Linked DNA regions of Mus musculus: all the other regions are linked to region 1. The links are chromatin contacts, called in public Hi-C and promoter capture Hi-C maps. All regions are on one chromosome and are shown on one strand. Each heading gives the region's core, a stretch centred on a gene start, on an enhancer-like site or on the middle of the called end of the contact. The rest is flanking DNA. Distances are from core to core; before and after follow the strand shown. Region 1 holds the start of Tpr (translocated promoter region, nuclear basket protein). Region 2 holds the start of Cacybp (calcyclin binding protein). Region 3 holds the start of Glrx2 (glutaredoxin 2 (thioltransferase)). Region 4 holds the start of Ro60 (Ro60, Y RNA binding protein). Region 5 holds the start of Rgs2 (regulator of G-protein signaling 2). Region 6 holds the start of Tor1aip1 (torsin A interacting protein 1).

Evidence for each region. Promoter capture Hi-C pulls out the DNA fragments that hold promoters and counts their contacts. A called contact is a pair of places that touch in the nucleus more often than the background predicts.
Region 2: a Hi-C map of muscle stem cells shows a contact between it and region 1, with 10 times the contacts expected there. The contact joins the promoter of Cacybp here to the promoter of Tpr in region 1. A contact is called at or near these places in 4 of 484 Hi-C or Micro-C datasets (CD4 T cells, CD8 T cells, muscle stem cells and 1 more) and 2 of 9 other capture datasets (adipose tissue and liver).
Region 3: a promoter capture Hi-C map of pre-B cells shows a contact between it and region 1. The contact joins the promoter of Glrx2 here to the promoter of Tpr in region 1. A contact is called at or near these places in 1 of 39 promoter capture datasets (pre-B cells) and 2 of 484 Hi-C or Micro-C datasets (B cells and cortical neurons).
Region 4: a contact with region 1 is called in a Hi-C map of embryonic stem cells, with 8 times the contacts expected there. The contact joins the promoter of Ro60 here to the promoter of Tpr in region 1. A contact is called at or near these places in 7 of 39 promoter capture datasets (cranial neural crest, frontonasal cranial neural crest, hippocampal neurons and 4 more) and 13 of 484 Hi-C or Micro-C datasets (CD8 T cells, the G1E-ER4 cell line, cerebellar granule neurons and 9 more).
Region 5: a contact with region 1 is called in a Hi-C map of B cells, with 7 read pairs. The contact joins the promoter of Rgs2 here to the promoter of Tpr in region 1. A contact is called at or near these places in 1 of 39 promoter capture datasets (pre-B cells) and 2 of 484 Hi-C or Micro-C datasets (B cells and pre-B cells).
Region 6: a promoter capture Hi-C map of pre-B cells shows a contact between it and region 1. The contact joins the promoter of Tor1aip1 here to the promoter of Tpr in region 1. A contact is called at or near these places in 1 of 39 promoter capture datasets (pre-B cells), 2 of 484 Hi-C or Micro-C datasets (CD4 T cells and memory CD8 T cells) and 1 of 9 other capture datasets (adipose tissue).

Annotation. Positions count from the first base shown.
Region 1 is chr1:150,389,701-150,394,783 of GRCm38.p6, forward strand. Tpr (translocated promoter region, nuclear basket protein) reads left to right here and starts at 3,138. Exons shown (of 52, transcript NM_133780.3): 1 at 3,138-3,313; 2 at 3,656-3,958. The coding sequence starts at 3,244. It overlaps Odr4 (odr4 GPCR localization factor homolog), which reads right to left and starts at 3,355. Exons shown (of 14, transcript NM_145511.2): 1 at 2,990-3,355; 2 at 536-656. The coding sequence starts at 634.
Region 2 is chr1:160,210,855-160,215,937 of GRCm38.p6, forward strand. Cacybp (calcyclin binding protein) reads right to left here and starts at 2,038. Exons shown (of 6, transcript NM_009786.2): 1 at 1,793-2,038. The coding sequence starts at 1,813.
Region 3 is chr1:143,736,579-143,741,661 of GRCm38.p6, forward strand. Glrx2 (glutaredoxin 2 (thioltransferase)) reads left to right here and starts at 2,990. Exons shown (of 4, transcript NM_001038592.1): 1 at 2,990-3,180; 2 at 5,070-5,083. The coding sequence starts at 3,083. Gm46161 (a long non-coding RNA gene) reads right to left here and starts at 2,588. Exons shown (of 2, transcript XR_001779472.2): 1 at 2,422-2,588.
Region 4 is chr1:143,774,623-143,779,705 of GRCm38.p6, forward strand. Ro60 (Ro60, Y RNA binding protein) reads right to left here and starts at 2,429. Exons shown (of 9, transcript NM_013835.2): 1 at 2,299-2,429. It overlaps Uchl5 (ubiquitin carboxyl-terminal esterase L5), which reads left to right and starts at 2,656. Exons shown (of 11, transcript NM_019562.2): 1 at 2,656-2,854. The coding sequence starts at 2,779. It overlaps LOC115487685 (a small nucleolar RNA gene), which reads left to right and starts at 4,306; the gene lies at 4,306-4,440.
Region 5 is chr1:144,001,892-144,006,974 of GRCm38.p6, forward strand. It overlaps Rgs2 (regulator of G-protein signaling 2), which reads right to left and starts at 2,258. Exons shown (of 5, transcript NM_009061.4): 1 at 2,118-2,258; 2 at 1,061-1,162; 3 at 889-950; 4 at 225-391. The coding sequence starts at 2,227.
Region 6 is chr1:156,033,835-156,038,917 of GRCm38.p6, forward strand. Tor1aip1 (torsin A interacting protein 1) reads right to left here and starts at 2,646. Exons shown (of 10, transcript NM_001160018.1): 1 at 1,924-2,646. The coding sequence starts at 2,401. Tor1aip2 (torsin A interacting protein 2) reads left to right here and starts at 1,830. Exons shown (of 7, transcript NM_172843.4): 1 at 1,830-2,274.

The DNA of each region.
Region 1 (5,083 bases), core at 1,888-4,387:
TACCTCCCTCATGTGGCCTGCAGTGCATCTGGATTCCTGCTTTGTTCCTTACAAAGTTATCTTGCCACGTTTGCAAATGTGAGTCCTTATTTCCAATTATTTGGATAAGAGGCCAAGAACTTGGAAAGAACTGATCCTGCCTTTGACCACTCTGACAACCACCAGTAACACGGGGGATGAAACTTAGAGCGCTATTTACATATGCTGGGCAAGTACCAGCTGAGCTGTGTATCCGGTCCAAAACACAAAGAAAGCAAAATGTAAATCATGTGGTCAAGGAAGGCTTAAACTGTGACCTTCTGACATTACAAGTTACTTTCAAAGTACCAAAGGGAAAAATAATCATACTTATTCAAGTTTCAACCAGATTTCCTACTCTTTCAAATGTTAACTCAAAGATCCACTTTAGGTTAACTATTTAAGATTCTGTCCCGTCCACATCACAACTTTGAATTTACTAGTAAATCGTATATATAATTGAAACTAATGAGTAATTTGTTTTTATCAACCTGCAGAGTAGCAGACATATACATACCTGTCCTATCAAAAGACCAGAGACAAAAGGTTTTCCCTGGAGGTTGATGCTTGAAAGATACTGGCCAACAGTCTCTTCTACAATGTAGGTTCTTCCCATTATAGACAGCCAATTCAACAGCCTAAATTGCAAGAAATAAAAGTTAGCATTTTGGGGGGAAAAGCGATTTCTGATGTTTTAGCATTGGTGGACAGGCAATAGAACAAAAAGAGTGGCCCATTCCCAAAACTCTCCTATTTCTTGCAGTGATCATTTATAAAATAAGGCATTCTTTTCTGTACAACTAAAATGCAGCTTTGGAAATCTTTTTTTTTTTTAATTTTTTAAATTTATTTTATTTATGTGAGTACACTGTCGCTGTCTTCAGACACACCAGAAGAGAGCATCAGATCTCATTACAGATGGTTGTGAGTAACCATGTGGTTGATGGGAATTGAACTTAGGACCTCTGAAAGAGCAGTCAGTGGTCTTAACTGCTGAGCCATCTCTCCAGCTCCCAGCTTTGGAATTCTTAGTACAGTGCTATAAGAAAAAACTCCCGCTGCTAGGCAGTGGTGGCGCACGCCTTTAATCCTAGCACTTGGGAGGTAGAGGCAGGTGGATTTCTGAGTTCGAGGCCAGCCTGGTCTACAGAGTGAGTTCCAGGACAGCCAGGGCTACACAGAGAAACCCTGTCAAAAAAAAAAAGAAAGAAAGAAAGAACTCCCTTGGGGCCAGAGTGGTGGCTTAACGGTTAGCAGCCCATGCTGCTTTTCCACAGAGCTTGGGTTCGGTTTCCAGCATCCAAGTCCAGAGGTGCACAAATGCCTTTAGCTGCAACTCCAGGAAATCTGACTCCCACTTCTCAAGTCTGCACACATGTAGCTTGTTCACACAAATATACACACCAAACGATAATAAATCCAAAAATCTTTTGAGAAAAGAAAAGAAGGAACAAGAGTCCCAGCCAGATATGGTGGTGCAAGCCTGGAATTGCTGTACCCTTGAGGATGAAACAGACTTGGCGCTTTGAGCTGGAGGCCAGCCAAAGCTATATAGTGAGTTCTGGGACAATCTGATCTAAAGAGTGAAACCCTGCCTGGAAAGACACAGGAAGAAAACAAAACAACAATAACAAATATAATTACCAATTGCCATGAGAAAGCAAAGTTACTTCTCACTCTTGGGATAAGGAAATAAGGATACCATTCAACACATCTAATTTCTTATTTTAGATCTACTCCTTAGCTGCATTCTCTATGACAATTTATTGGTGAACTTCGATATTCTTGTTTCTAAAATATGGAAGCTGAATTTCTGATTAGTTCATTAAGAGGAGAGAGACTCAAATTTGTTTACCCAATAGTGACTGTAAAACGACTGTTTTCTACAAATTGTGCAAGGTGGGAAGGCACAAATGTGTGATTGCTGCTATGAGACAACTCCTAATAACAGCCACTTAGGTAACCAGTCTGCAATGACAATTATCTATATTGCTTCAATTCTACACGGGACATTTTTCTAAGGACTTCACATGTATTGATATTTAATACAAATTCCTGCACGGTAAGTACTATTATTGTCGTCTCCGTTTTATACATAAAGAAATCAAAAAGAAATGTTAAATAACTCCTCCAAATGACTAAAGTAGTGAGTGTGAAAGGTGGGATTTAAGTTCTCTCAATCTGTTTTGCTTGCGGTGGCAATGATACTCAGCCCTTCAATTGAATCATTGCAGGAACATCTCCTGTTCTCATCTCCTGTCCTCTTCTTCAGCTTGTGAATTCAGTTATGAATCTCCTACTAATTTAATCCCTCCCATCCCCTTCATTAAGACAGAGCCTGACTCCTAACACAGGCTGTCCTGGAATGATAACCCCCCCACCTCTTAATCCCTGTAGCTGACACCACAGGCATGTGCTCTCCTTATTTTCAATCAAAAGGCAACAAATTCTTCCAGAAAAGTACCCAGCCATGAAACGAAGTACACGCTGATATTGCTGAGTCGTGTTCGGGAAACAGACATAGTTCTGTTACTGTGGCAAAATGACAAGTGTCTCAATAAAACTGTCCTAAAAATGTTAAAATTAAAAACGTCAACATCAGACATTTGCCTGCAATGTCATCTTACTACATAAACAACAAAATTTGATTTTTTTTCTGTTTAAAATATTAACCAGACTACTTTAATTTCGCACTAAGTCATTCGGTACCTCACACCCACAAAAGCATGTAGGTACCAGGTTTGACACTAAGCTAATCTCCTCCGAACAGGGCTTGAGTGTGCACCAGTGACTGACTGTTCCATATGGTCCCTAAATCCTTTCTTTTCTCCCCGAAAAGGAAGCTGGTGGTGCCCGGGTGCACACATATTCCTTGGCCGACTAACTTGATCTCAGAATGTGCACATGTGGCAAATAAATCCCTGGAGCTTTCTGTCAGCGAGAGAACTCGAGTTAGGGTACAAGTAGCTACCTTCAAAGGCCAGGTGCCACTCAGGTCCCCACGTCCACAGCCAATGATCTCATCAGAAAGCGACAGCAGAGACACTTCCTACTCCAAACGCGGGTCGCGGCCCCAACGGGTGCAGACTGATGACGCAAGCCGTCCCGCACCCATCTCCGCAGCTCTTCTACCCAAGCGAGGGAGGCCTGCACCCCGCCCCTCTCGGGGCACCGTTAAGATCGTGGCGGTAGCCCAGAGCCTGTCGAGACACCCTGCCGTGACCCATGACCTCTGGTGGCTCGGCTTCTAGAAGTGGCCACAGAGGAGTACCCATGACATCCCGGGGTTTTGACGGTAAGGTCGTCTTGCTCCTCCGGGATAAGGACGAGGGTGGCTGCGTACTTATGTAGCGCCCCCGCGCGGGCACTCGTCACAGCCATAGGAGGCGAGCCGGGGGCGGGGAGAAAGAAGGAAGTGGGGCGAGAGGTGCGGCCTGAGCGCGCGTAAGCGGGTGAGAAATACACTACATTTCCCAAGAGTCTCTGGGGCTGGAAACCGGTGAAATCCCCAAAAAACTGGGGCCGAGGCTGCTGTGAACTCGCTTTCCCAGCGTGCCTAGCTCCCGGTGGCTGCGTGCGCAGAGAGGGCGCGGCGGCGCGGCTCTGGCTGCACCTAACGCGGGACTCTCTTTCCCAGGGTCCCGCCGCGGGAGTCTCAGGCGGGCAGGCGCGCGAGAGACCGCGAGCGAGGCGGCGGACGGGGCGGCTCCGGCGGCTGGGCTCCGCGCTTCTCCTTGCTCCTTGGCTTCTCCTTCAGCCGCTGCGGCTGTTGCCGCGATCCCGGCCGACATGGCGGCGGTGTTGCAGCAAGTGCTGGAGCGCCCGGAACTGAACAAACTGCCGAAGTCGACGCAGAACAAACTTGAGAAGTTCCTGGCCGAGCAGCAGTCCGAGATCGACTGCCTGAAGGGGCGGCACGAGAAATTTAAGGTGGAGAGTGGTAAGTGTGGAGACGCTCTTCGCGCTCCGGTCTGGAGCTGGGGCCCGACCTCCTTTGCACGCCTGCCCTCTTCTCCCTGGTGAGGTGTTCAGGTAGCAGCTTCTCAGGCTCCATGTGCAGCGGAGGCCTTCTCTCTTCTCCCCGCTGTGTGGTTTAGATCGGGGGGCGGGGGGATCCTCCCCGATCTAAATCCACCTTCGTTTACCTCGGTTTCCTTTTACTAAGCGTAGTCTTCTGTGGAAACTCCTCAATGGGCCCACCGACAGAAACTGGAGAATTTGGCCCAGTTTGCACCAGATTTTTAGGACTATGCAATCCTAATCTAATGTTGTTTTGCTGTACTTTAAATGACAGTTAAGCGCCCCCCCCCCAGTTTGTTTGTTTTTAAACTGGATTTATAAGCCTTTACCCATTTCCCCCCTTTAGTGCCTTGTTTTAGTGTGTATAGCACCCTGTGATCTAATAATGCAGTAGATGGTCGCGATGAGGAATTTGTATACAAAAGGACGGTACTAGAAAGAGCAATGAAATGCGATAAATGAATATATGGTGGTTCTCCCAGAGCGTTGAGACTTGATAGGAAATATATAATAAAAATATCTGCTTGTACGTTCTTGTCGTTGCTTTTGTATAAGGAAATTAGAGACATAGCTTAAATATTCTTGGGAGAAAGAAAACAGTTATTTAAAAAACAGAGCCGGGCGGTGGTGGCGGCGCACGCCTTTAATCCTAGCACTTGGGAGGCAGAGGCAGTCGTATTTCTGAGTTCAAGGCCAGCCTGGTCTACAGAGTGAGTTCCAGGACAGCCAGGGCTACACAGAGAAACCCTGTCTCGAAAAAAAAAAGAAAGAAAAAACAGAATTTTTTGTCACATGTTTTGGTTTATCATTAATTGAGGGAATGGGGTCTATAGTATGGTAGATTGATTAGAAATTTCCACCTAATTTAATTTTTTTCTTCAATAAAGTGTAGTTATCAAGCAACGTTGATAAGTAAAAATATCCAGTTATTTTGTGACTCTTAAGAAGTTTGTATAATATACTGTATTCTGTTAATTAATTTACACACAGTCAATACTGAGTAATTTATATGTCCCAATAATGGGATGAAGTAGACAAATGCAGT
Region 2 (5,083 bases), core at 788-3,287, 9.8 Mb after region 1:
GCCCAGAAACCACTGACAGTGTAGGTTCTGACTGGGATTAGATAGAACAGTTTCCTGTCCACTTTTTCTTGCCTTCTTGGCATGCATTTGTTTTCTATACATAAACATTTATCTCCCTTTGAATCTGTTTCCCAGTTGTTAAATAGGGGCTCGGTCTGGCCTGGTGGCACATGCCTTTAGTTCTGCCACTCTGGAGGCAAGTGTATCTCAAAGACCAAGTGAGGGGTACTCAGTGAGACCTACTCCCACCCAACTGCTCAAAATGGAAGAACCCAACTCTCCTCCACAAAGACATGGAATTGGACACCAGGTACACACACAAATAGATGCACACAGCTATGAAGATGCATAGCCAATGCATGAGGTGGTACTACACCCTCATGTGGATGTTAGCATATGAACAAAAACCACCCAATAAAATAACAAATGTTAGTGAATGTGTGGAGAAATGGCACCTTTTGTGCAATTCTTGTGGAAACGGTAGCTTCCTAAGACTTTCCCTATTATTTGGCAATTACACGGACTAAAAACATGCCCACAAAACAAAACTTGTTTACAAGAAATCACAATCGGCAAGATGGAGAAACAGAAGAGTAGGAATTCCATCTGTACAATGGGACAGTATTCAACCACCCAAAGGAATGCCATACTGATACCACGACTGAACTAGAAAATCCTAAGGCTCCAGCCTAAGTAGATGGAGCACCTACAATGGATTTCTATTTAAGGAAACGAAAATAGTCTGCAACTAGGTAACACTGATGGTTGTACGACAGAAAAAGTTGAATTTCACATCTTAATATGATTGAATAAGGTGAATTTTAATCTCAGAAGAAAAACATGCCCCTATATGCATAGCTCCAAGTCTAAAGTCCCTTCTCTTTTGGAGACAATTAATGCTGCACAACTGTTAAGCCACCCTCTCCACTCTCCCAGTGAGCACGTGGTGCCTGCCTATCTTGTCGCAAGATACCCAGATGAATACTTTAACTTCCTAATTTTTATGTGTTTAAAGCCCATGATTTCTAAGTGAGGGAGAAGTTTCCGAAAAGCAAATCTTAACAGCCAATGTTTCTGTGAAAACAATATGTCAATCACATAAAACCTGTATTGGCCAAAACCCGGCAATTCAATTACTCTTGCTATGGAGACCTCGAGGATCCAAAAAGTCAAGTCATTCACATTCATTTTTTACAAATCTAAAAACACACGCCAGGCAATTTCCTAGTCGTACCTACTGCTCAATTCCCAGTAACTTTTTAAAAATTGCTTTTATACATAAAGACTGGGGGTATACCGGAACGGTAGAGAGCTTGCCTAGCGTGTGTAAGGCCTGCAGGTCCGCCACTGGCACTGCTAAATAAAAACTGAAACCATAAGCACTGTCCAGGGCGTTTAGAAATAATACAGAGAATGTATGTATAACCACCTATAAAATGAAAGCGGTGACCATGACTAGTCATGCGGGCATGGGAATTCCTTCCCATGGCCCCCGGCCCGGAGCTCAGAGCTTTGCAGGAAGGTTTCTGATCCCTGGCCAGGAACCGGGAGCCGAGAAGACCTCAGGCAATGGAGAGAGGGGACCGCCACCCGCGAGCCTACCACGAACCGCGCCAAAAATTGGGATCCAGACACACCCCCGACCTTCCAGCCGCGGCCGGGACACTCAGGCCCAGGCAGGCGGCGGCGTAGAGGCCGCGGGCCCGCGACGGGGGCAGAGCCGAGGACATCAGCCCCGGGAAAGCAGCCGCCGCCCGGCGGCGCGAGCCGGTGGGTCCAGGCCGACCCCTACCTCTTCCAAAACGGAAGCCATGCCGTCGCGCGTCAGACCCGAGGCCGGAGCTGCAGCGGTGCACCGAAGCAGACAGGAAAAGCCGAACACGCCACCCACGAGCGTCGCAGCGCCGGCAGCGAGCTCCACAGACCCGGCGCGACACGGCGGCCCGCCCTCCGCACGAGACGGCTCTGGAACCTTCGCAAGGCTCCACCGGAGCCTCCCAAGGCCCCGCCCCTCCGAGTCTAGTCCCGCCCCCAGGCTGGTTGCCTAGCAACGCTCAATTCTCGCGAGCGATCGAATGCTCAGGAGGCGTCCAGCCACTTCCTTCCGCCCCAGCGATTGAGACGTCGTTCCGCGCCGGCAGAACCGGGCTGCGCAGTCGCAGCTCGCAACCGCGGCCAGACCTAGCCCCGGAACTAACCTTCAAAGGTTTGGGGACCCGATAGGAAGTGTCTCGAGAAGGGCTGCTTCCGCTGGTGCGATGCGGAGTTGCCAGGCCGCCATCTTGTCTTCGGCAGCTCTGAGGTATCGGGAAAGAACAAAGGAGCGCCCCCAAAGAAGCACAACTACCATCAAAAAAGGACGGATTTGTTAAGGGAGGAAGGCTCCTAAGTAGAACAATGGCTTTAAGTGGGCCTTGGGTTTCTGGAGGCGTCCTGCGTCTAGCACCGTTGACGTGGCGCCATCTCGTGGGACTGTAGGAAGGTTGCACGGGCTTCCTGACTGGCTCTGGGCGCCGTGGTGGAAAGCGGCACGGTTTCAAGTGGCCGAACGCTCCATTCTCCCTTGCCTATATGAGCTCTTGATACGAAGTTTTCCACTGCCTTCGCTCTTTACTAGCGGTTTATTTTGTATTTTCAGCAGGGTTTGGATTGAGTGAATTTCCACGTAAAATGTGGAGGAATTCTTAGGACTTTGGGTTGCAGCAGCCCGGATTAGTAAACCCCCAGCGTAAAACCGTTTTTCAAATTATCTTAATTATGACAGCATAGAGACGTCCATAACACCCAGTAAACCGAGACAGAAAACAAACAGTACCCATTGGGAGGTAGAGCAATCTGCTGTCAGCTTACAGATGCTTAGGGGAGTTACTAGCATCAGCAAGTCAAGGAAAATGCTGCTACACTACACTTTATATTAATGTAACATTAAGGCATGCAACCTGTACGAACTTCTCACACAAACTTGCACAAAATGACAAGTTAGACAGGGATGTATGTCGTGTATAGTTGCAACTTAAATAAAAGTCTCAAACCACCAGTCCCATGGCCTATAGTGATAAAAATAAAAACAATCCTTTTCTGGAGTGGACAATGACAGAAAGGTGCCACCCTTTGAAGTTTATGAAAAGGTGAAATAAAAAGGAGGAGGACATGGCTACTTCTAAAGTATGGAGAAGATTTTTTTTATTATTTTTAATTTTTTTTTGTAGCTATAAGGAAGACAGGCAGAGGGAAGGGTCCAGGTCGAACATGACTGTTAGACTAAATACAACATAAGAGCAAGAGGGGCCTTGAACCTGTAAGAGTCCATGAATGGTCTAAGAATCATACCCTAGGCTCAAACAGTATGTAAACGCACAGAGTGTTTTATTCTGCAGAAGTCCAGCGGTGCTGGAGTCTCCCATTACCAGAAATAAAGAGTCAACCAAGTGAGCTTGAAGGCCTGATTTAATGCATGTTAGGAGATTCCATTTATTCCCTAGGGGATGACCTCTAACCCCATTTCTATCGACATTCCATTACTCGGGCATGGAGACTAAAAACTGTTGCTGAAGAAGTCTGGAAACTGGTGCCGACCCATTGTCCTTGCCTCAGGCCAGGTGGTGAGGCAGCTTCTGCGGACTGGCCTTACCCAGTCAAACGGTCAATTTAAAGCCTGTCATGGAGTCAGCCTAACCTTCTCAGACCAAGAGAGGCTGACTCAAACAAGAGACCTAAGTAGCAAAAATGGTTGAGTTATATAGGGACTGGTTTTGGCACAAGACACCCCAAGTCCAAATTCTCAACACAAAGATTTATTTCCTCTAGTGGGACAAGCAACAGATAGAGGCCTAGGAGAAGCAGAAAGGAGCAAGGTAGAGAGTGAAGGGCTATTTGTCCTAGAGGGACAAAGGACTGTCTCTGATTAAGAGAGGAGTCCAGGTTGGGAGAGAACAAAGGAGCATCCCCAAAGAAGCACAATTACAATAAAAAAAAAAAAAGAACAGATTTGTTAAGGGAGGAACACTGGCTTTTAAGTGGGTATTGGGTTTCTGGAGACATCCTGCTTTTAGCACCTTTGACTTGGCACCATCTCCTGGGACTGTTAGAAAGGTATCAACTGGCCCTTAGGCAGTTTATAAAAGTCAAATGCCCTGTTAGGATGAGGTGTTTCATTTTAATTGGTCATGTTTATTAGGGTGGGAAAGGGGGGCTTTTTGTTGCTGGATTTAAATACTTTGATAGCTGGACCTTGATAGCCTCAGGAAATGTTCAAAAATGGAACAGACCTTGGTGGCTGACTTTAAAAATGTGATCTAAAGGTTTTCAGTGGGCAGAGGGTATAGGGGAAAAGAGCAAGGCCTGCCAGAGCCACGTGTGCCATGCTCATGCTGGCTAGAGTCCCTTCAGGGATCAAACTGGAAGAAGGGAAACAGAAGCCCAGACTCCAGGAAAGGGAGAGGTTTAGGGTAGAGGGTTGGGTGAGGAGTGCTGGGAGGACTCACAGACACTGAGACCTAGATTTCTTAGAAACCTAACAGTATTATTATTTGATTTGGGTATAGGTTACAGTGGTATGAGCTGTAAGTATAACATTTGTGTGGTTTGGTAGTTTATACCTAAGGCCTACGAGGGAGCTTTTCAAGGTGACAAGTGTTACTATTGTGGAGATCCCATCAGAGATGACTACTCTGATGCAGTTTATAGCCAATTGAAAGTCTTTAGTCCAGCTGGGCCTACACTTGGGTATTTAGGATCCTAGTGTAGCACTGCGTGTTTGTAGTAAGGGAGGCAAAAACCATGTCGTGGTAGCTCAGAAGTTGCAAGGGGAAGTTTTGTGCAAGCTAGCATTTTAACAAAAGCTAAGTGGTGTTAGCTGGAAGGGAAGGTTTACACAAGCAGCTGGTTTACCAGAAGCTAAGAAAAGTTAGTTGGGGCATTTTGACCTTGGATTTCTAGAACAGTGTTGGGTAATCTATGGGATTTTCCATCAAGATAATCAAATTCTAATTAAACCTAAATTGACCTCAGCAAGAATGCAAGATGGAGGAACCTTTATACTATGTTGCCTTGTCATGTTACTAGTGGGCTAATGGAAATATAC
Region 3 (5,083 bases), core at 1,740-4,239, 6.7 Mb before region 1:
TATCTATCTATCTATCTATCATCTATCTATCACCTATCTCCATTTACTTCTCTTCAGTTTTACTAAGGTAAATATGACAAAAGGTTCTTTACGGTGTACAGCCTATTGCTATCTGAATCCATTCCAAACTCAGTGACATCACACCTAGGCGACATCTACCAGCACACCTGTTGCCAAGACAACAGCCACCATATTCCCAGAATCCACTTGGCTCACCTCCCAACTTTACCTGCAGCTACCTCACTATCCAAATAAAAGGAAAACCCCTCTGATCATCTCTCTTGCACCCCACCCCCTTCTTCTTCGCCACCACCTTCTCTCCTACAATAAACCTCACGTGGCCTCATTTGGCCTGGTGTGTTCTGTCTGGAGCCGTGCTTCTAGCACAACACAACCTGATTTTTTTCCCCATGAGACAGGGTTTCTCCTGTGTATCAGCCCTAGCTGGGCTGATACTCACTTTGTAGACCAGGCTGTCCTTAAAACTATAAAGATCCAGCTGCCTCTACCTCCCAAGTGCTGGGATAAAAGGTTTGAGTTACCAAGCCCTGTCAACCTGATCATTTTAAAAACACTGTGTGTATGTGTGTACCTATGTTCAGGCTAGAGTACAACTGAAGGGGTTGGCAGTTGAGCCATCTCTCTGGCCCACAAATTGATGTTTTAATGTACAGTAACTATAACAACCAAGCCAATTAACATATCCATTACTCCTAAGAGCTTCATTATTTCCTGCTAGAAAATTTAAGAGCAATATTTTTAGCAAGTTTCAAGAAATACAGTATTGCTAACTCTATTTACAGTGCTGTACGTTAGAACCATATGTTAAATATCTAGAACTTTTTTTTTCTTGTATAAGTAACACGTTACACTGTCAGTAATATCTCCATATAACTCTCCTCCCGAGGGCAGTAACTATAATGATCTTCTCTGCCAAAATCCTCCTTTCCTCCTCCTCCTCCTTTTGCTTTGTTTTTGTTTGTTTGTTTGAGACAGGGATTTGAAACAGAGAACTGTTTAGCCCAGGAACTAGCTCTGTAGATCAGACTGGGCTCACACTTGGAGATAGGATGGCCTTTACTTCTCCAGTCTGGGAGTAGAGACATGCTCCACAACCTCCGGGCCCCCAAATCCTCATGTTGTTGAAGTCATCACTGTTGGTCCAAAGCAACTTCTCAAAACAATAGTGCTGCTGACAATGTCCTGAACAGAGGACTCTGACCCGGTGGGTAAACAGAAAACTTCAGCTCCTGTTTACCAGGGACCTCCCTTAATCTGCTCCCAAAGTTCAGTTACCTTACTCAGACAGACAGACAGACACCACACACACACACACACACACACACACACACACACAGCCTTGACAGTTTGATTCCCCCAAAATTTTCCTTCTAGCCATGGAGTGGTTAAGTTGGTGATTTTTACTGCCTGCGCCCTCTTGCTTACTTACAATCCCAAGTGTGGACAAAAAGTATTCTTCTTATAGCTATCTCAGGAAACAAGCTAAGTCGGAAAGTATCAGTCTAGCTCAATGCATGATGCTTATCTCAGGCATAATGTTGTTAGTACTTGCATGCTGATGTTTTTTAAAAGAGCAACTGCTCACTACAAATCTCATTTACAGTATATTAAAATTAAATTGCGCAGAAGACATGGTAGTGAATGGTATCCCAGCATTTAAGAGATGGTGCTGGAGGATTGTAAAATTGAGACGCATGGGGATAAACAATGTATCTCTAGAAAGAGGGAGGGGTTTACATTGTTTCCCTTAATTGAGCCAGAGGTAAATTGTTCTTCAAAAGTTCTACTTCAAAACAAACAACAAAAGCCACAGTAACTTTCCTAAGTCGCTATCTCTTGGTAAAATTATTTTATATAGCAAACTTTGATTTTCAAAGTAAATTTGGGCTTTATGAAAAAAAAAACATGTTATGCCCCTGGGAGATTTGTTTTTGCAATTAACTTGATGATTATGAAAATCTTTTATGATTTGATGATATACAGACCAAGGGAAGTAAAAAAAGAGCAACCATAAACAGAAGTTCTAATTTTGTACCTTGGCAACATGAATCTTAAGTTTGGGTTCAGCATGGAGGCTCAAGAAAGGTATGGATAAGCCGGGCGTGGTGGCGCACGCCTTTAATCCCAGCACTGGGGAGGCAGAGGCAGGCGGATTTCTGAGTTCGAGGCCAGCCTGCTCTACAAAGTGAGTTCCAGGACAGCCAGGACTATACAGAGAAACCCTGTCTCGAAAAACTAAAAAAAAAAAAAAAAAAAAAAAGGTATGGATAGTTTCAACGATTGTTCATAGTTTTAGATACACCATTAGACCTTGGCTTTCAGTTTCAGTATCCTCAGTGTATAGAGCTAAGGGCGGATCCCCCTGAACTTATGAAAACACGTACAAAGGGCTATTATTACCGTCACTGAGAGGCTTGGATAGGTTTGTCATTAGGAGCTGCGGCAGCCATGGCTGTTAAAGCCATGATGAACTGTCTCTGGGCTAATTCGTTTCCTAATTTCAGTTTATTTTAAAAACACCACCTTGCTTTCTTCGGAAAGAACGTTAAACATTGGACCGCCTGTGTTTTTCACTTTCTGAGTACAATTCAACCTGCCTATGGACTCCGGATCAATAAATTAATCTTAAGATGACATTCCGGTCCGGTCCATCTTTCACATCCTAAACCTGTCTGACCAGAGGTGGTGACTGACCTACCTACCACCCTCAGGTAAACACCGGGCCACCACCCTGCCTCGAGTAATTTTTCTTGTGGCTCTCCCTAAGCCTCTTTCTTAATCCTGAATGCGGGCGTGAGGAGCTCGGGAGAACTCGGTAGAGATCGGAAGAACTCGGCAGGCAGGTGAGTGCCTCGCTCTACCGCCGAGGATGCGAACCTGCAGGCTCGCGGGCACGCGGGCGCGTGGGCGCGCGGAGACGGGGGAGCCAGGAAGCGCGGCGAGCCCGGCGGCGGCGCGGACAGCCCGATGGGGCGGAGCGAGGCCGCCGGAGGGGCGGGCTTCCATCGTCGTGGTCGCGATCGCCTGCTGCTCTCCCGGAGGCTGCCGGGGACCTTTGGCTATGTCCTGGCGCCGCGCGGCTTCGGTGGGGAGGCGGCTGGTGGCGAGCGGGAGGATCTTGGCGGGGCGGCGTGGCGCGGCTGGAGCTGCGGGCTCGGGGTACGCGGCGGGGCGGGCCGGGCCTGCGGGGCTTGTGGATCCCTGCGGTAGTGTTAGTGTGGACCCAGCCGGCTTGGGGGACAAACAACAGACGTCCTAGTCTGAGCTTAACAAATACAGCATGTGGTTTTAACTCAGCGTAGACCTGGATGGCCCTGAAAAGAGACTCCCCTGCTTGTGGGAACTTATATTGAACTTATATTATCGTTCTTAGATTGATTGTAAGTCTTTGCTATCCTGTCGCAGGATGTGAACTTGACTCATGCTTTTAAATGCCCAAGGCTTTGCAGCTAGTAACTCTGGCATCCTGTAGATGTGGTTTCTGGCTTGATGGGAGCATTGCTTTCCCTGGCTTCCTTCCTTAGCATAACCCTGGGCTGGCATACCAGTGATGGCCAATCAGGCCTGGCCTAGGCAGCTGTCAAGACGTCTGTCTCAACATCCTATACTCCCCTGTCTTCCAGGGAGACTTACTTTCTGAAAGCGCTGGTCACGTGATGTTAACCATTTGCCAGATCATTAGGACTGTTTCCTATTGGAGATATCTGGTGTATATCCTGCTTTGCCCACCTACCACCTCTTAGTAGATGTTTCATAAATGGAGCGCGACTAGTTGGTGCTTTATCAGTGTTGAGGTATTTCATTGGGCATTTATGCGGTGCCTGCCCCTTTCCTTAATAGGAAAGCTAAACCAGAAATCGAAGGGACTGCCTTAAGAAAGGTAGGGGTGCTTTTTTTGGAGCTTTTTCTTTGGCAGGGAATATGCCTCTTTGGTCTTTTTTTTTTTTTTTTTGGTTTTTCGAGACAGGGTTTCTCTGTATAGCCCTGGCTGTCCTGGAGCTCACTTTGTAGACCAGGCTGGCCTCGAACTCAGAAATCCGCCTGCCTCTGCCTCCCGAGTGCTGGGATTAAAGACGTGCGCCACCACACCCGGCTGGTCCTCTTAATTTCTTAGAAAAGCTCACCCGTCGTAAATGCCACATAGGTTTAAGGAGGTGGTAAATGCTAGATTAGAGATTTTGTTTTTAGCGTTGAAAACCCAAATAGACTGGATTGATGCCATCCAGCGTTCTTCCAGGCCAAAGCCATCTGGCACTTTCCTACTGCTTTGAACTTCACAAACCCTGCTAGCATTTTTTTTTTTTTTTTTTCTCAAAGCTGCCTCCCACAAAGTAGGGAGCAGTCTTCCAAGCTTCTTACCCCCTCCTACCCTCTCTCTACCTGGAAAAAGCACAGATAGTTGCAATGATTCCTGTCTCTAACTCATCTTTGTTGTTACGGAAGGTGATGCTTGTTGCAAGCTTATTTGAAGTGGTACAGAGTGACCAAGTAGAGCAGATATTCATCATCCAGGGCTAACATGAGCTGGGAAAGGCCATTTGATACAGATTCATTCAGAAACAGGACTGAAACTCTACACTGTGATTTAGGACGTGTTTTCACTGGGGCCTTTAAAATTTAAACTTAAAATAGCTTACTTTTGCACTTAATATAAGTAGCTGGGTGTGGTGGCTTTAATCCCAGCACTTGGGAGGCAGAGGCAGGTGGATTTCTGAGTTCGAGGCCAGCCTGGTCTACAGAGTGAGTTTCAGGACAGCCAGGGCTACACAGAGAAACTTCCTGTTAAAAAAAAAAAAAAAAAAAAAGAATAAGAGTATACTGAACAATCGAACCAGAGATTGGTTTTACTAGGTAAAATTTATTGAAAGGCTGCTTAGAGAAGCACGTGGGTCCTGCTGGTGTTAGCGGACAAGTACTTTGAGAACTGGTGTTTTGTACTGATAAAGCTTCTTCCTGCTTTGTGTATTTGGACATATTCATATTTAAGGTTGTCTTCCCTGCTGGGGGGTCACCTCATTAACTGTGCTGATCTTTTTCATTTGTTTTAGAATGGGAAACAGCA
Region 4 (5,083 bases), core at 1,179-3,678, 6.6 Mb before region 1:
GTAAAATTACACATATTACATGTAAGTCTGTGTATACATATAGTTTAAGTGAAATGCATTCACCCTGGCTGACAACGCTTTCCCCAAGATCCAGAGACCACTTTGCAAAAACTCCAACACTACATATAAGATGTTAGTTCCTTTTGGGCTTGTTGGTCAGGGTTGTCTAATAAGAGATTTCCCCCAAATCCTAGGCTATTGTTAGTGCCTGTAGTTGCCTCTCAGAGGAGGAAGGTTAGTAAAGTGCTTATTGCTGAAGACACCATGTATTTTGGACACATGACCAAGAGGTCTCAAACTGCAAAGCCTGAGGACTAGCTTTCATGATCCCAGAAGGCTTCCAAGTGAGGGAAGCAACTAACAATCCTACCCAGCTGTGGTGCCTATGAACTACAGTGTCCAGCATGCCTTCAGACCGACTCATTTGGAAATGGTCTTCTGCAGTTTAAGTCAGGGTCCCAGCTACACCTGAGTAGAAGTCCCTAGAGAGAACCTCTTCTGGCTGCAGAGTAGGCACCTTGGAATTGCACCTTGCCCTGCTGGTGACTAGGTCACCTACAAAACTTCTTTGCATATATAAGTCTCAATAAAAACATTTAAATATAGAAAATCGAATGGCAGTTTACTTCAAGCTATTCATTCTCCTTTTTATTACTAAGGGCTAAAATACAAACTACTTTAAAATTGGCGACATTAGATGACATGGAGATACAATGGTTCCTGATAGTTTCAAAATCTTTTGGAATGTACCAAGCGCTAGGAGTATCTTAGTAATACTAATGAAGTGACTCAAGCTGAGTTTCAAGACAGCTTCCATCAACTAACAGTAGCTTAACTCCTTCTTTCTTCAACTGCCAGTGTCCCCTTTCTCAAAACCCTAAGCTGCAGTCCAGTGGTTTAGAAGGCAGCTGGGCAGTGAGGCAAATCAAAGTCTGGTTTTCTGGTAGTCTAGTCCTATGGAGTCAAGTGCTATAAGCCTAAGTCAAAACCAATCAAGTGAATTCTTCTTTGAGTTGTTCTGACCTCTTTAAACACAACAACAGTCTCCCGAATTTATACCACTTGAAGTTTTCTAACATCTCTATAAATTAAAGCTTTAGAGCCTTTAACTGTTAGAACTATGGCAACATTTGGAGCATTTTACACTTGTTCTTCGACATAAGGCCAAGCAGTGATGTGTTGATCCATATGTTGTCCATTCTCTTAATGCAGAATGTAAACCAGATAGCAAGACACTGATGTAATAACACTTCTGCTTCAAGATCTTCTGGACTACAATCTATATACGTCGTACCATTACTAGTACAAAGATTACCATGTTTTCCTTCAATTTACACAAACATTAAGCCAATATTTCATGTAATTTGGAAAGGCTAACTTTTTTTTTTTCACCCTGAGAAGTCAAGCAAATACGCAGTTTCTTTAAAAATAAAAGCCAAGGCTAATTTTACAGTAATGAAGCTATAATACTTTACAAAGCCAGGATCCCAGGTTCAAATGGATATGCCATACACAAAGGTAATGAAAATATCAACTCCATTAAGGGCGATGCAATGAAAAGTATTGAGGAACTGTGGCAAGATGTCACCATGGTAGGATGCTCTGAGCAAAAATTTTTCCTGTGGAAGCCAAAAGCCTTCCTTGGAACATACTTTTATGAAATGATGAATAAAACCACCTCCGAAGAATGATAAGTATTAATTACAAATAGCTATTTTTTGTTCTATTCATCAAAACCATTTCAAGTGTTTTTAAAATAATGCACTATTAAGGGGGGAGGGGTGGCGGGAGAGGGATGGTGCGCATTTTTCCGTAAGGCACTTCATCCCGATACATGAGTCTCTCATCCCTTGGACGAGAAATCTTTCTCCCTTCCTTGATTATTATTCCTCTAAGATAATTTCCTTTCGGTCTTCCCACAAAGCTCCTTCCCAAACCGGTATCCGAGACAACGCCTCTATGCCAAAGCCGCAGGAAGAGAGAAAAGAGTGAAAAGGGGCCTTGGCACGTTCGCTCGCCAGGAGCTTTGCAAGTGGGAGAGTTGACCTGAGTTCCCCAAGATTCCATCCTCCCGGAGCAACTAGGCCAGGTTCGAAATGTTCAGATGCGAAGTCGGTCCATGCTCTCCTCCGGCGGGTGCCGGAGCACAGAGGCGGCGAAGGCTTTGCCTGGCCTCTGACGCTGGGATGCGGCTGGAAGAGAGTGCGCACCGGCCAGCCCTCAAGTGCCCAGGATCGCTGGGACTGCCCAAAACGCGGTTCCCCGGCCCGCAGCAGGCCTGCAGTGACCCACCTTTACCTGGAAGGTGATGCTCAGGACCCGCGGCGCCTACAGAAAGCCTGCGTCGCACCAGGAATAGGAGGCGGCCCGAAAGGGCGAGGACAGCTCCAGGTTCGGGTCGGAGCGAGCCCCGCCCCGCCCCGTCTCGAGCCCCGCCCCTTCCATCGCCCCGCCCCAGCTCTGGGGTGCCAAGGGTCCCGGATGTGCCTCCCTCCGGCGCTCCGAGGCCCCGCTACTTCTCCGGCCCGGCAGAGGGCGCTACGGATCCTGAGAGGCAGGAGAGGCGTTTCGACGTCTCCCGGGTGGCTAGAGCGTCCTTCTGTGCTCCGGCGCGCGGCAGGTGACGGCGCCCGGAGGCTGTCGGGAAGTAGGCGGGGTGACGTGGGGTTGACGCTCGGCGGCGGGTTTTGCTGAGGTCTGCGGCCGGTGGCAGCTTGTGCTGCGGGGCTCCGGAGAGCGCGAGGTGGAAGCGGGGCGGTGTGTGTGTGGTCGGGGACCATGTCGAGCAATGCCGGGGAGTGGTGTCTCATGGAAAGCGACCCCGGGGTCTTCACCGAGCTCATTAAAGGATTCGGTGAGCACCAGGGGGACCGTCCTGGGCCGGGGGTTCCGGGAGGAGGCCCGCGTTGGGCCAGGCGGTCACCTGCCGCCACCGACGCCCGGCGTCGGAGAAGTGACTTCAGGGACTGGAGTCGGCGTGTGTGGAAAGTAGGGCTTCTGCCGCGTCCTCGGCCCGGGGCGGCCGCGTCTCCGCAGTGATCTTGGGAGCCACACCACGAGGGGAAGGAGTCCCTCTGCCTGTGCACTGCTGTGTTCTCCGGACTTGGGACTCGGACACTTGAATTGCCTCGAGCGTCCTCCTTCCCTGTCTCCCTCCCTCATCATCTCCTCCGCGCTTCTCTTGTCCTTTCCACTGTCCCTTCCCTGCGGAGCCTCCCTGTCTCCAGTGTGGTCAGGTGCATCGCTCAGGCTGTCGGTCCTGCGGAGCAGCCGGTCTAGGGCGTGTGTTTCCCCGGGTGGTGTCTGAGGCTCCAGCCGCCCAGAAACTCGAGATTCTAGTTTCCCAAAAGCAGAACTTTCACCTTTCGTATGTGGGCACCTCTTCCGGACCTCCACAGATAACCGTCTACGCGGGTCTGCACTCTACTTCCCGCAATTCTTTTACTCCCTCCTTTTTTGACTTCCTGTGAAGTTGAGTTTTCTCGAGGTAGTGCTTTTGCTCAGAGGCCACATGCTTAGCTCTGAATTTCTCTCTGACTTTATTTCCTTCCGTACTACTCAACCAATAGGACAGTTTATCCTTCCTCGTGTTCCCAACGTTTTGGGGGAGTTTTTTTTTCCCTCCATTTTCATTTTGATTTTTTCTAAGATATTGTTTTTAACTGTTTTGTTAAAATGTGTACCCAAAATATAGCAAACCTTAATGTAGATTTTGTGTACTGTACATGGCTGAATATTTCGAGCATTGCGTAACATATGTTCAACTGTACTTCGGGCATACAGTTACGGAGTTGGAAATTTTAATGTGAATAATCGGAATGCTGGTCTGAAGAACTGAGAGTCAATCTAGAATAACATGTTGGTTTACGTTTAAGAGTATACAGAAATTGTTTTAACTGTGTAGATCACAGAGGAGCTGGGCAAAAGGAAGCATGATCTAGTGTGGTTACCTAAAGGTAGCTTATGGAGCAGCCAGCAAAGTAACTAAAATATGGTGTAATGAATAGGCAGGCAGTGTAGAGATCTTAGGTAAAAAGGTAAAGCCACGCCAAATCAGATACCATATTGTATAGATTAGATTGCCTGGAAGTCACTGGGGACTTACTCTGAAAAAGATGTGGAGATCAAACATAATTAAAATTAGTTTGTGATTAACATGATTGTGCTTACAGTATTTAGAGTTAAGATAGAATGAATGAGATGACTCTTTTTGAAAATGGTAAGTTTGTGGGTGATTGGCTTGACATTAAGCCCTGGGGTACAGAGAAAGTAGAGTCAGCAGTTAGGTAGTATTTCAATCTCAGGTTGCATGTGGAAATACCTTCTCCTCATTCTATTTGGAGCAGGAATGCATCCAGAACATGCTACACTAAAAGAGGAGTTCTCAGGGCTGCCAACCTTACAGTAGAGGTTGAGTAGTAGTATATTTCTCCTACAGAAAGAGAAAAGAAAATTAGCAGGAGTTGACTGACTGTAGGAAAGAAGAGTCAAACGTGCTTCTGGCTTGGGTGGATAAATAAAGTATCATTTGAAGAATAGACTTGATAGGAAAGAAAATTAGATCAGTTTTGGACATTACAGAATTTGAAATGTTTACAGGTTAAGTGATAATTTTTCCTCTCAAAATCTTTAACTGTCATTTAAAAAGTTGACGTTCAGAGATAGTGGCCCAAGTTTATTTTGAAACTAATGCAGTCTAGGGCTGGTGGTATAGCCAGCCTGGTTACCGAAGCCTGATGACTCCTGGACCATGGAAGAAGGAGCTGACCCCTTCTGAAAGCCACCCACTCGTTTGTGGCACATGTACCTTAGTATTCTCCACTCACATACACAATAAAAGAAAGAAATTAGTGGAGTCCGTAAACTAGCTGCTGTTTTCAGTTTCACATGTACAGAAAACTTGGAATTTGAAAATAATTTAAAGTTAGACATTTTAGTAATATAAGTGCATCTGCACATACTGAGTAAAGCAGTCGTCAGTAACGGATTGTTAGTAATGGATTGTTGGCTCCTAGTGTAGAAGGATTTTGCACATTAAATGAAGGTAATTTATAACATTAGCTGCTTCAAAGGAAAAAATGCT
Region 5 (5,083 bases), core at 1,008-3,507, 6.4 Mb before region 1:
AAGTCCATTTATTGGCTAGTCAACACTGCAGATTGATGCTTAATAATAAAACATAAAGGTGTAACTTGTGATCAGTTATAACTGTCAACTTTGGAGAAACTTAAATGTTAGGACAGCTGGGATGAGAGGCGCACAGGGCTCTTCTCACTTGTGCTTGAATGTGGTGTATTCAAGTCTCAGGTTTCAACAGTGTTGAAGGTGATCTGAGGCGCCTGTCTTCTTACCTCTTTGGGAGCTTCCTTCTCTATGAAGTCGGTATAGATTTTCCTTGCTTTTGAGGACAGTTTTTGGGGTGATTTGGTTTTTTTGAAGTCTTCACAAGCCAACCAGAATTCAATGTTTTCTTCACAGAACTCGGACTTTAAAAACGCCCTGAATGCAGCCAGCCCATCTGGAAGCACAGGAAAAGCAGCATGAATGGAACGACCGAATTATACACAGTTCTTCTGCACAAAATGATCAGTTTCCTAGACTTCATTCAAGCCTGTCATTCTCTAGGTCTGGCTCTTTAAGCACTAAGATGCCAGTAGGCAAAAATGCTTAAGTTTGTAGTCTGCAACAAAAGTATACTTAACTTCACTGGCACTGCAAGACCAGTGTTTATAGGCCATAAGTTCACTAGGAACTAGGGCTTTTGAAAATATTCTATGCAATGGAAAAGCTGACTCAACCACAGCCTGAGTAACTGGCATTTTAATTTTTAGGCTAACTTTTCTTCCCCACCTGAGGTGAATACCTCTTGCTTCCCCATGATTAAACCCAGTGATATAAGGGAAAGAAAAAGAGGCTTTGAACTGTCAGTGGTGGTAATGTCTAATGCACTTCTTGCAATCATTTCTAGGCTTTTAAAGATACTGGTGAGAGATCACATTCAAGAGGTGAACTTACATTTACTGGCCAGCAGTTCATCAAATGCTTCTGCCCAGAGCTGCGCTTCCTCAGGAGAAGGCCTGCAAGAGAAGTTCCGCAAATGAGCTCCCCAACACACATCAGTTCCCCTTCCCCTTTTGCTTGGCTTGGTTAGATATTCATCTCTGTAACTACAGGATCCGAAACTTACTTGATAAAAGTTTGCTGTTTGCTTTTCTTGCCAGTTTTGGGCTTCCCAGGAGCAGAGGAATTCTGCAAGAAGTAGCTCAAACGGGTCTTCCAATCCTTTAAGCTGGAAAAAAAAAGAGAGAAAAAAAAAATACTTCAAGTGGCAATTCTTGAACGGTCAAACTATCATCAGCTGCAGTAGCTACAAACAAAGCAGATGAGTCTCTCCCTCTTAGCTTTTAAACCCAGCACCTCAGAACACAGTTTTATCCATTCATCCGACTATAATGAGCTTTACAAGCAGGATAGGACTACATAACAGCCAGGGTATTTTAAATTTTCACCAGTTATTTCTGACCTAATAAACAGGTAGTGGATTTTCTGCATGGTTAAACTACAGCTTGCTGTCATTTTTCAATTGAGAACAGCAGTCTTGACCCAGCTGATGTTTCTTCCCTTTCTGCACTGGGGGTAGGAGGGTCTGCACTATGCCAGAGACAATGCATAGGTGTGTGTGTGTGTGTGTGTGTGTGTGTGTGTGTGTGTGTGTGTGTGTGATGGATTCCCTAGCTCCCCTCTGCGACCGCCCACAGTGCTTCTCCGCAGCAGATACTGCAGAGCAAATTACTCATTCCATAGTCGTGACTGGGTGAGCCCTACTTTATGATTTAAAAATGGATCTCATACATTGCGAATCAACTCAAACATCTCCACCCAGCAGCTATGCAAGCAGCTCAGAACTAACAATGCAACGTCCAGACGCCGGTGGACGTTATTCAGCTACAGGATTCTGATGCCACATTAAATGCAGAACAAAAAGCCAACCAGCCCTTCTCAGATCATCTACCGCCACCTTCTTCAACCATTTCCTATAGTTCCTAAACTCTCGGAGCTCACATAGAAAAAAAGCAAATACCACCATATCTAGCAAGCTAACCCCCCACCCCCCAAGCCCCCACACTTTCTCTGCAGAGGTGCAGACTAGAGAGCATTCAAAGCCGAGATCGAGGGAAGGTAGGTCCCTAGCAGCAAAGCCAGGCTGGGTATGAAGAGCTCTTCGGGAGACAGGGCATACTCACAGTGTCCGCTTCATTTTCTCCCGCTTCTCCTCGACCTTGGGGCCGTTGCCTGCACTCTTGTCCATGGGTACGCAGTCGTGCTGGACAGCCAGGAACATGGCACTTTGCATTCTCAGACTCCCGCGGCCACCGCAGCTGTTTGAGGCCGGGAGCGCGCCGCGGGCTTTTAAGGCGGGCGGCGGCATAGGGGCGGGACCTGGAGGCGTCAGCCACGCCCCAAGAGAGCGCGGATTGGCTCGCTGCAGACGGCACGAGGGCGGAGTCGCCCCGGCCTGTGGCAGTCACGGCAGCCCCCGAAGGGCCTGGAAGCGAGGGCGCTGTTGACGTAGGCGCCGCATCCTCGTGCGCACACAGGGTGGGAGGTGGCGGGCGGGGACACAGAGAGATTTGGTAGGCACTTCGGGCAGCCACGCGGTGAAGGGTCTCCGAGTTCTTGGCTTTTCCTTTACTGAAGACCGTACCTTTTACTCGTGTGCGTGTGTGTGTGTGTGTTCGCGCGCGCCCCACCTTTGTATCTATTGTTCATCCGGACACCCATAAACTGCAGCTGGGATGGGGAGAGCCCTGCTGGCTGCACTCAGCAACTCTACCTATTTTAGAGAAGGAAATCAAACAACTAGAAAAACCTGAAATATGGACTGTTGAGTAAGGTGCTGTAGCTCGCTCAGGCACCTTGGAATTCCTAAAGGGAATTCCACGCTACTCAGGGAGGAAGCGGGAGAAAGTTTCTATTAAAACCTGGTGTTTTAACCAGTTCTGCAGTTTTGATCTTTAAATGCATGGCTGCAGCAGGCTGTGGCTTTGCAGGGTCGTTCCCCAGGAGACCCGAGGGGCATCTCCTGCGGGGCACAGCAAAGATCAGAGAGATAGGTGAGAAATACAAAGGGAAACCCAGGATCTCGCAGTTCTGCTGCACACGGATCATGTGTAGTTTCAGAGCGTAAGGAATCAGGATTTCCTCATGAGTCATTCACGGTTGAACAGATTTAGGAATTACTAGATGTTCAACTGCTTAAGTTAAGGTGGCGGTGCAGTGGGGGCTAGAGCTAGATGTGAGAGCCGGTTGGTGTAAAGAATTTGTTTGGGTAAGCTTCATTTGTGAGAACCCCTGTCTCTGCTCCTGCAGGGTTTAATAAGCCCTGATTTGTAAGAACTAATACATGACTTCAACTACAAACTGATTCAGCTTCCTATGTTACCAGAATGATGCGGCGGAATACCTAAGTGGTTTTCCCATAAAGTCTGAACAGACTAACAAAAAGGTACGGCTTAGGCTCTAGTTATTCTGATTCATACTAGATCTACTAAAAGGAAAATGAAGACCCATTCTCAAACTGGGAACCAAGCAACACATTGTGACAAGCTGAGGGTAGTTTGAGTCAGAGATCAAAGTCTGCAGTCGCTAATGAAGAAGATTGGTATAGCCTTATTATAGAAGGAATATCATTTCGATTTTAGCAACAAATACTTGATAGCATGCTTATGAATCTGTAAGATGAAATTTTTAATAAGCCGAAAAGATCTGCACTGTTTCTACATTTGCTTTAATTTCTGACGATTTAATACATATTTATTAAGCTTGTGTTAATAAAATAGTGTTGCTCGTTAAAATATCTGTAATGTGCAGGCATAGTTGACTTTTTTTTAACAATACAAAACAGGACTTTTTTTTTCTTACAACCCTGGGTATTAAAATCATCAATATAGGTCAGGTGACCCTTGACACTTGTGGCTGTTAGCAGGTGTAATCAGAGCCAGTAGTTGCTAAGTCTCTGTTAGGGCAGTCACTTTCCTCCTGCCTGAGCCCTAATTTCTCATGACTAAGAGCAGCAATGTGATTTTTTCTTCTCCTTTTTTTTTTTTTTTTTTTTTGCCAGTCTCAAAAGATACTATGCAAATCTTGCATTTAAGACCCTTTGTAATGGCAACAAAGTGCATTATTTTGCACATACAAACAGAGCAATGTCAAGCTAGCTTTTCAGCATAAAAAATCTGTAAGAAGTAACTCAAAATTAATTAGGTTCTAAATGTGTAAATTCTATCAACTAGCAAGATAATGCAGTTTGTGTGTGTGTGTGTCAAGCTTATGACAAATTGATGTTTATATAATAAATGAGTAAGGACAAGAAACAAAATAGTTCATATTTAGCACCTTCAAGATCTTTAAACCTGAAAAGCTCTGCTCTTTTTATACATTAACAAAGTGAATTTACATGTGCCCTACTAACTAGTTGAAAGGTAGACCACCCTAGATGATTTTTGTATTTAATCCACTTTAATACTTTTTTTTTCTCTACAAGCCTTTTCAGACTGACAATTGGAAGTAAGTCACAAAATTATTTTTTCTCCCTGGAAATCGTGGATAAATTTACAACCACTGGTAATTTTGGGAGTTTAGGCAGTATCTACTACAGACAGACACCTTTTTTCTTGAGAAGACACCACATGGCACTGGGAGGGAATATAGTGGCAGAATGCTTGTTGAGCACGAAGGGGCCCTGGATTCTATCTCCACCAAAAATACCCCCCCCCCCCCAGGTCTTTTTCAAAACCGGCTTTCATATTTAAAGTAATAGCTTCATGTCTGGCAACTTCCCTTTAGAGTTTGTTGTTGTTACAGTTGGCTTTTAGGTAAATAGGATTGCTAAATACTAAGATGACACACAGTTTCCATTTTGTGGTGGCGGAAGCAGCAATGCAGTGGGTTGAAAAAAGACTGGCCGGCAAAGCCACAGCCTGAGATCTGCTGATAAACAAAGCGTAGGTTTCCATTTTGAAGCTGCCATGCCCTCTGCTGGAGCTGCCTGAGCGCATGCCGCTGGATTCTCCCACAGCGCAGACTTTTTTTCCTTTTCCAAACAATACCACACAGATAACACGAAGGATACAATGTCTCACTTGCCAAACACCTATCTTCTTCATTAATTCATTGTTATGAATATTTATATACTAACTCATGCTCTAGT
Region 6 (5,083 bases), core at 1,396-3,895, 5.6 Mb after region 1:
ATGACCTGGGAGAGACCATGGCACACAGTATGCATATTTACCAGTAATCTATACAGAGAGATGCAAGTATTCAACTTCTCTAGGTTCAAAACTTGGGAATTAAACCAGTTAGAAATCCTATTAAGACAGAGTATGATGAGGGCTGGGGAGAGTTCAGTGTTTACGGGCATTTGCTGCTCTTTCCGAGGACTTCCGAAGTCCAAAAGGCTTACGATATTCTGTAGCTTCAGCTCCAAGGGACCCAACACCATCTTCTGGCTTCCAAGGCTACCTGTACTCACGTGCACATACTCACACAGGTACGTGCAGCTGCAAACCATGGAAGTGAAACAACATACAAACCACTACTTGTTGCTTTACGACAAAAATGCTACTTTAGCAAGTTAAAAGGTTAGGCCCTTGGTCCTGTGAAGGCTCTATGCCCCAGTGTAGGGGAATGCCAGGGCCAGGGAGAGGGATTGGATTGGTTGGGGGGGGGGGGGGATATAGGGGAGTTTTCGGAGGGGAAATGAGGAAAGGGGATAACATTTGAAATGTAAATAAAGAAAATATAAAAAATTAAAAGGTAGGTTCAAGAGTCAGGTAAAAGAAATGTTTAAATCCTCTAAAAATGTATAAAAGGTAAACTGAATTTAGGTGCAGGAGGCTCTGTGGGAAAGTCAATAAAAAGTAACAGTTACATTGCCTCCCATGTGCAAACACTGTCTCAGTTTCTGAGACAGAATTAACACAAGTACCTAAATTTCGACCAGGCATACATGCGTGACAGGTTCCTTTTTTTTTCTCCCAACTTTGCCATCTTAAAAGAAATGCTGACATGTATAAGCAAATAAACTGTCTCCTTACATCCAAAAGAGCATGCACATCTCTAGCATAAAGTTTCCCAAATGAACAGATCTTCAAGTGTGTCAGGACTTTAAGGGCAAGTAGGTAAATCTGCAAGCCAGTTTACTGTGCTCTAAGCTTTAAATCCACTCCTGTTCAGATGCATCAAATGTATTAGGGAGGCCATCCCACTGTGACTCTAACCCTCAGAATTTTACCTCATAATTAGGTGACTGACATGGGGCTTACTGGAACCACCTGTGACTCAGTTATATCCGAGTGCAGGGAATAAGAGGATGGCTTGAAGAATTTGGTTCATCTGTGTGACTTAACTAAAACTATAGTACACACCCTGTTGGCATCTGGGGCTTCATATATAAGCTTTACTAATAAATAGAACCTTGTTTTGTTTCAGTAGTTTGTCAGTCTTGACTTGTTTAGCTACTTAAGATTACCGTGATGGCCTCCAATCTGGGGGGAAAGTCTGGCAGAGACCAGACTCTGTATTTGGAGTAATGTCACCAACCCATTCATTAAAGTCAGCTACTCCTCGTAGCATCCGCCTAGAAATGATCTCGTTTTCCCAATCTTGGTGAAAAAAAAAAAAAACGAAAGAAACCGACTGGAAAGTTAACTTAAAAACAGGATTTTCAGCTGGGGACTTGGGGCCCCCGAGATTTAAAAAAAAAAAAAAAAAAAAAAAAAAGGAAATGGAAGTGGCTTCAGTAGAAACTTCAGAGGACGGAAATGAAACCGAGCGCAGAGTAGTTTGGGGCTCCGACAATGGCTTAGCCGCCGACCTCTAGCAAAAGCCTACAGAAAGAGGAGACCTAGACCCCCCAAACTGAAGCTCCAGGACTAGGCAGAGCTGCCCGCCTCCGCTCGGGTCACTTCGCACCACCACCTTCCCGCGCGGCCCACTGCGTCCTTCCCTCTTGAGGGTCCGGGTGGACTCAATCCGGGAGTGCGCGCCCAAAGGGCCGCAGAAATCACCAGGACCCAGGCGGGGCCGGAGCGGGGCCGGCCTCCACGGGGGCGCGCCTGCCGCCGCGTGCCCGCCGCCGCGCGCGCTCCCGAGCCCGCAGCCGAGACTGTTACCTTCGCGGTCCTCACTGGAGGACGGAGAGTCCCGTAACCCTCGGCCGCTCGTGGCCGGAGACAGCTGCGGCTGCTGTGAGTGCTGCTCAAGGCGAGCAGACCTCCGCGTCTTCATCTCCTCGGCTTCCTGGGCTCGCCGCTGCCTCCGTGGTCGAGAGCGAAGGTTGTAAGCGCTTTCTCTCACTTCCTCTCCCGCAGAAGCCGGCCGGAACTTTTCTGGCGGGGTTCGTCTCCCCCCCGGAGACCTTTCTTTGGCCGCCCGGGGCTCGAAGTCGCCGTACACTTCTGCCGGCTCCTCTGAAAACCTCACTTCCCGTCGTCCGCGGCGCGACGGGTGAGCTCCGTACGCAGGCGCGTCACTGCTGTCGCCATTTCGCGGGTCGAGCCTCCGCCTTCCCTCCCGGATGGGGGCTCTGGGTGTGACGTAGATGGCCCAACCTTCTCCGGGCCCCTCGGCCTGCCACCTTTCTCCCGCCATAGTTGTTTACGTAGCTGGTAGTCGGTTCGTGGCGATAGATTGGCCGCAGATAGATTCCGCTGCGGGTAGTGGCGATGGCTTCGGGGAGGTTGTCGCAGTGGTCAGGGAGGCAGTTGAGAGTCGCCGGGGCCGCCGCCTGCGTCCTCGCTCGTGTGCCACCAACCAGCCTCCAGGCCCATGGTGTGTCCTGAGGGCTGTCGGAGAGGCAGTGCCCGAGCTGGGTCAGCTGCTGCGGGTCACTCCCGCCTCCTGGCTGAAGGCACCAAAGAGGAGGAGAAGGGGGAGGAGGACGTCTCTGTCCTTGGCCTTGGAGGGAAAGGTGGGGGCGACCAGGAGGTGGTAGGACAAGTGGCCTGTGCCAAGCTGCTGATGGCCAGTTGCCCACCACCGGGGGCGCTGGTCCTGGCTCCCAGAGGCTTTGGGAAAGGGCAAGTTTCAGTCCTTGATCCCAAGCTGTTGCGCAGTTCCCCTGCTACTTTGGCCACTCCTTTTCAAATGTCCCTGGGAGGAGAAATGATCAGAAAGGCAATTCTGCATGTCATCTTATGGCGAAAATTATAGTTTCATGGACCTTTATGAAATTGCTTTTACCCAGTTTAAAATTTTTATTCACCTGTTGACCCTTTAAAATTGTGTTTAGTTACACTCTTGGGGTGTGTTTCCATTTTTGAGTCGTAGCCATATCAACCATATTCTTGAATTTTCACGTGAATGGTATACCAATAAGCTATACCCTAGCCCTAAAAAAAAAAAAAATCGATTTTGAGTTTTTATTTGGAAGCCACATAACAGTGATTTTGAAAAAAAACTTAAAAGTATTTGCCTTTTTCCAGTATTTTAAATAATGACCTTAAGTTGTTACTCAAACTTAGACAAATTCCCAGTTACTAGAATTTTCACAAATAGTCTATAAATTTGGTCAGCAACACAGATGACTCAAGAGTCATGTTTGGAGCTTCATTTAGCATTGTTTATTAACTACAAAGAAGGGGAGCCATAAGGAGACAGCTGCCCTTTTTTTAAAGATGTGTGTGTGTGTGTGTGTGTGTGTGTAAGTGAGTGAAAGGAGGGAGGGAGGGTGATCTCTGCCTGTCCTGGAACTGTAGACTAGACTGGCCTCAGCCTCACAGAGATCAACCTGCCGCTGCTCCCCAAACGCTAGGATTAAGGGTGTGGGCCACCACACTTGGTAGCACTTTTTTAGAAAACAAAACTTAAGGAAAAACGAAAGTGATACTCATTCGTGGTAGCCTGAAAACTGGGTGTGGCTTTTTTTTTTCTACAAAACGCTGAGAAGTACTGATAACTTGGTAATGTTTGGCTTGTGTCTTTTCCAGTAATGCTTTGTTTGTAAAGTGCCTATTTACACAGTCAACAATCACAAAAATTCTTTAATAGATGTACAGCAGTGAAAGGATATAAATTTTTGTAGTGTTTATATTCTAAGCTCATAAGGCAGTGTGTGCAACAGATGACTAAAGACACCTGGGTGCTGGCTTGTTAAACTCTGGTTTGAAGGATACATGAAAAAGAAAGTGAAGAGGTTCTATACATAATTGGTCAATCAGAGAAAATGAGAGGTTACAAAGATTATTGGATAATTGGCATGTGCTTTGTTTTGTAATTAAAAGTACTTATAAAGTAGTTTTATGAGTGGCTTTTTCAAAGAAAAAATAAGGATGTTAAAGTTTAGAGGCAGTTAACTTCGCATTTAACATAGATTTGCTTAGGATTTTTCCCTCTTGCCTAGGTCATAGGTATGTGTCATCTTTAGAAGCTGTCACCCACACCTAACAACTTTGCAAAAAACAAACTTGGATTACTATGAGTTAAAGCCAAATTCTTGTCAAACCAGATATTCTGCTGTAGGTGTTTTCCAACCTCTTTTGAGCCAGCCTTGAATATATTCTAAAAGATTATTATAGACAGTAGATTCATTTCCAGTATTATAAGAGATCTTTCTGGGCCATGAGTGTGACGATCTGAGCTTTGAACTTAAAACAGTTTCTTTGGGAACTAGAAAAATGTGGAAGAATGAAGAGTTTTACTTAGAGAATTTGCCATATGTTAGAGAAGACAGATGCACAAAAATAAACTGGTATTAACTGGTATGTGTATCTGACAAAATTATTTCTAGAAATCCTGTGTTCTTTATATTGGCTCTCTAAATTAAGCAACTTTTACATTAAAAAGAAAATTGTGTATAGGTGTTTTGCCTGCATGTATGCCTGTATACCAAGTATGCCTAGTGCCAATGGAGGCCAGAGGAGGGCATTTGACCCTGGAATTGGAGTTACACAGTTGTTAGCCACCATGTGAGTGCTGAGAATCAAACCTCCATCCTCTGTAAGAACAGTCAGTACTCTTCAGCAATTTTAAATGAAAGTATTTTATTGGGGAGGGCTTTTCAAAACAGGGACTAATGTAGCCCAGACCGGCCTAGAACTCACTATATAACTGAGGCTAGCCTAGACCTCCTGATTCTCTTGCTCTAACCTCCCAAGTGCTAGGATTACAGATATATGTCACTGTCACCATGCCTGGCAAAACACTTAAAAATATTTCTTAATTATTGAAAGATCGAGGAGGGTGGATTACCTAAGTCTCTCTCTCTCTTTTTTTTTTTTTTTTTTTTTTTTTTTTGGCTTTTCGAGACAGGGTTTCTCTGTATAGCCCTGGCTG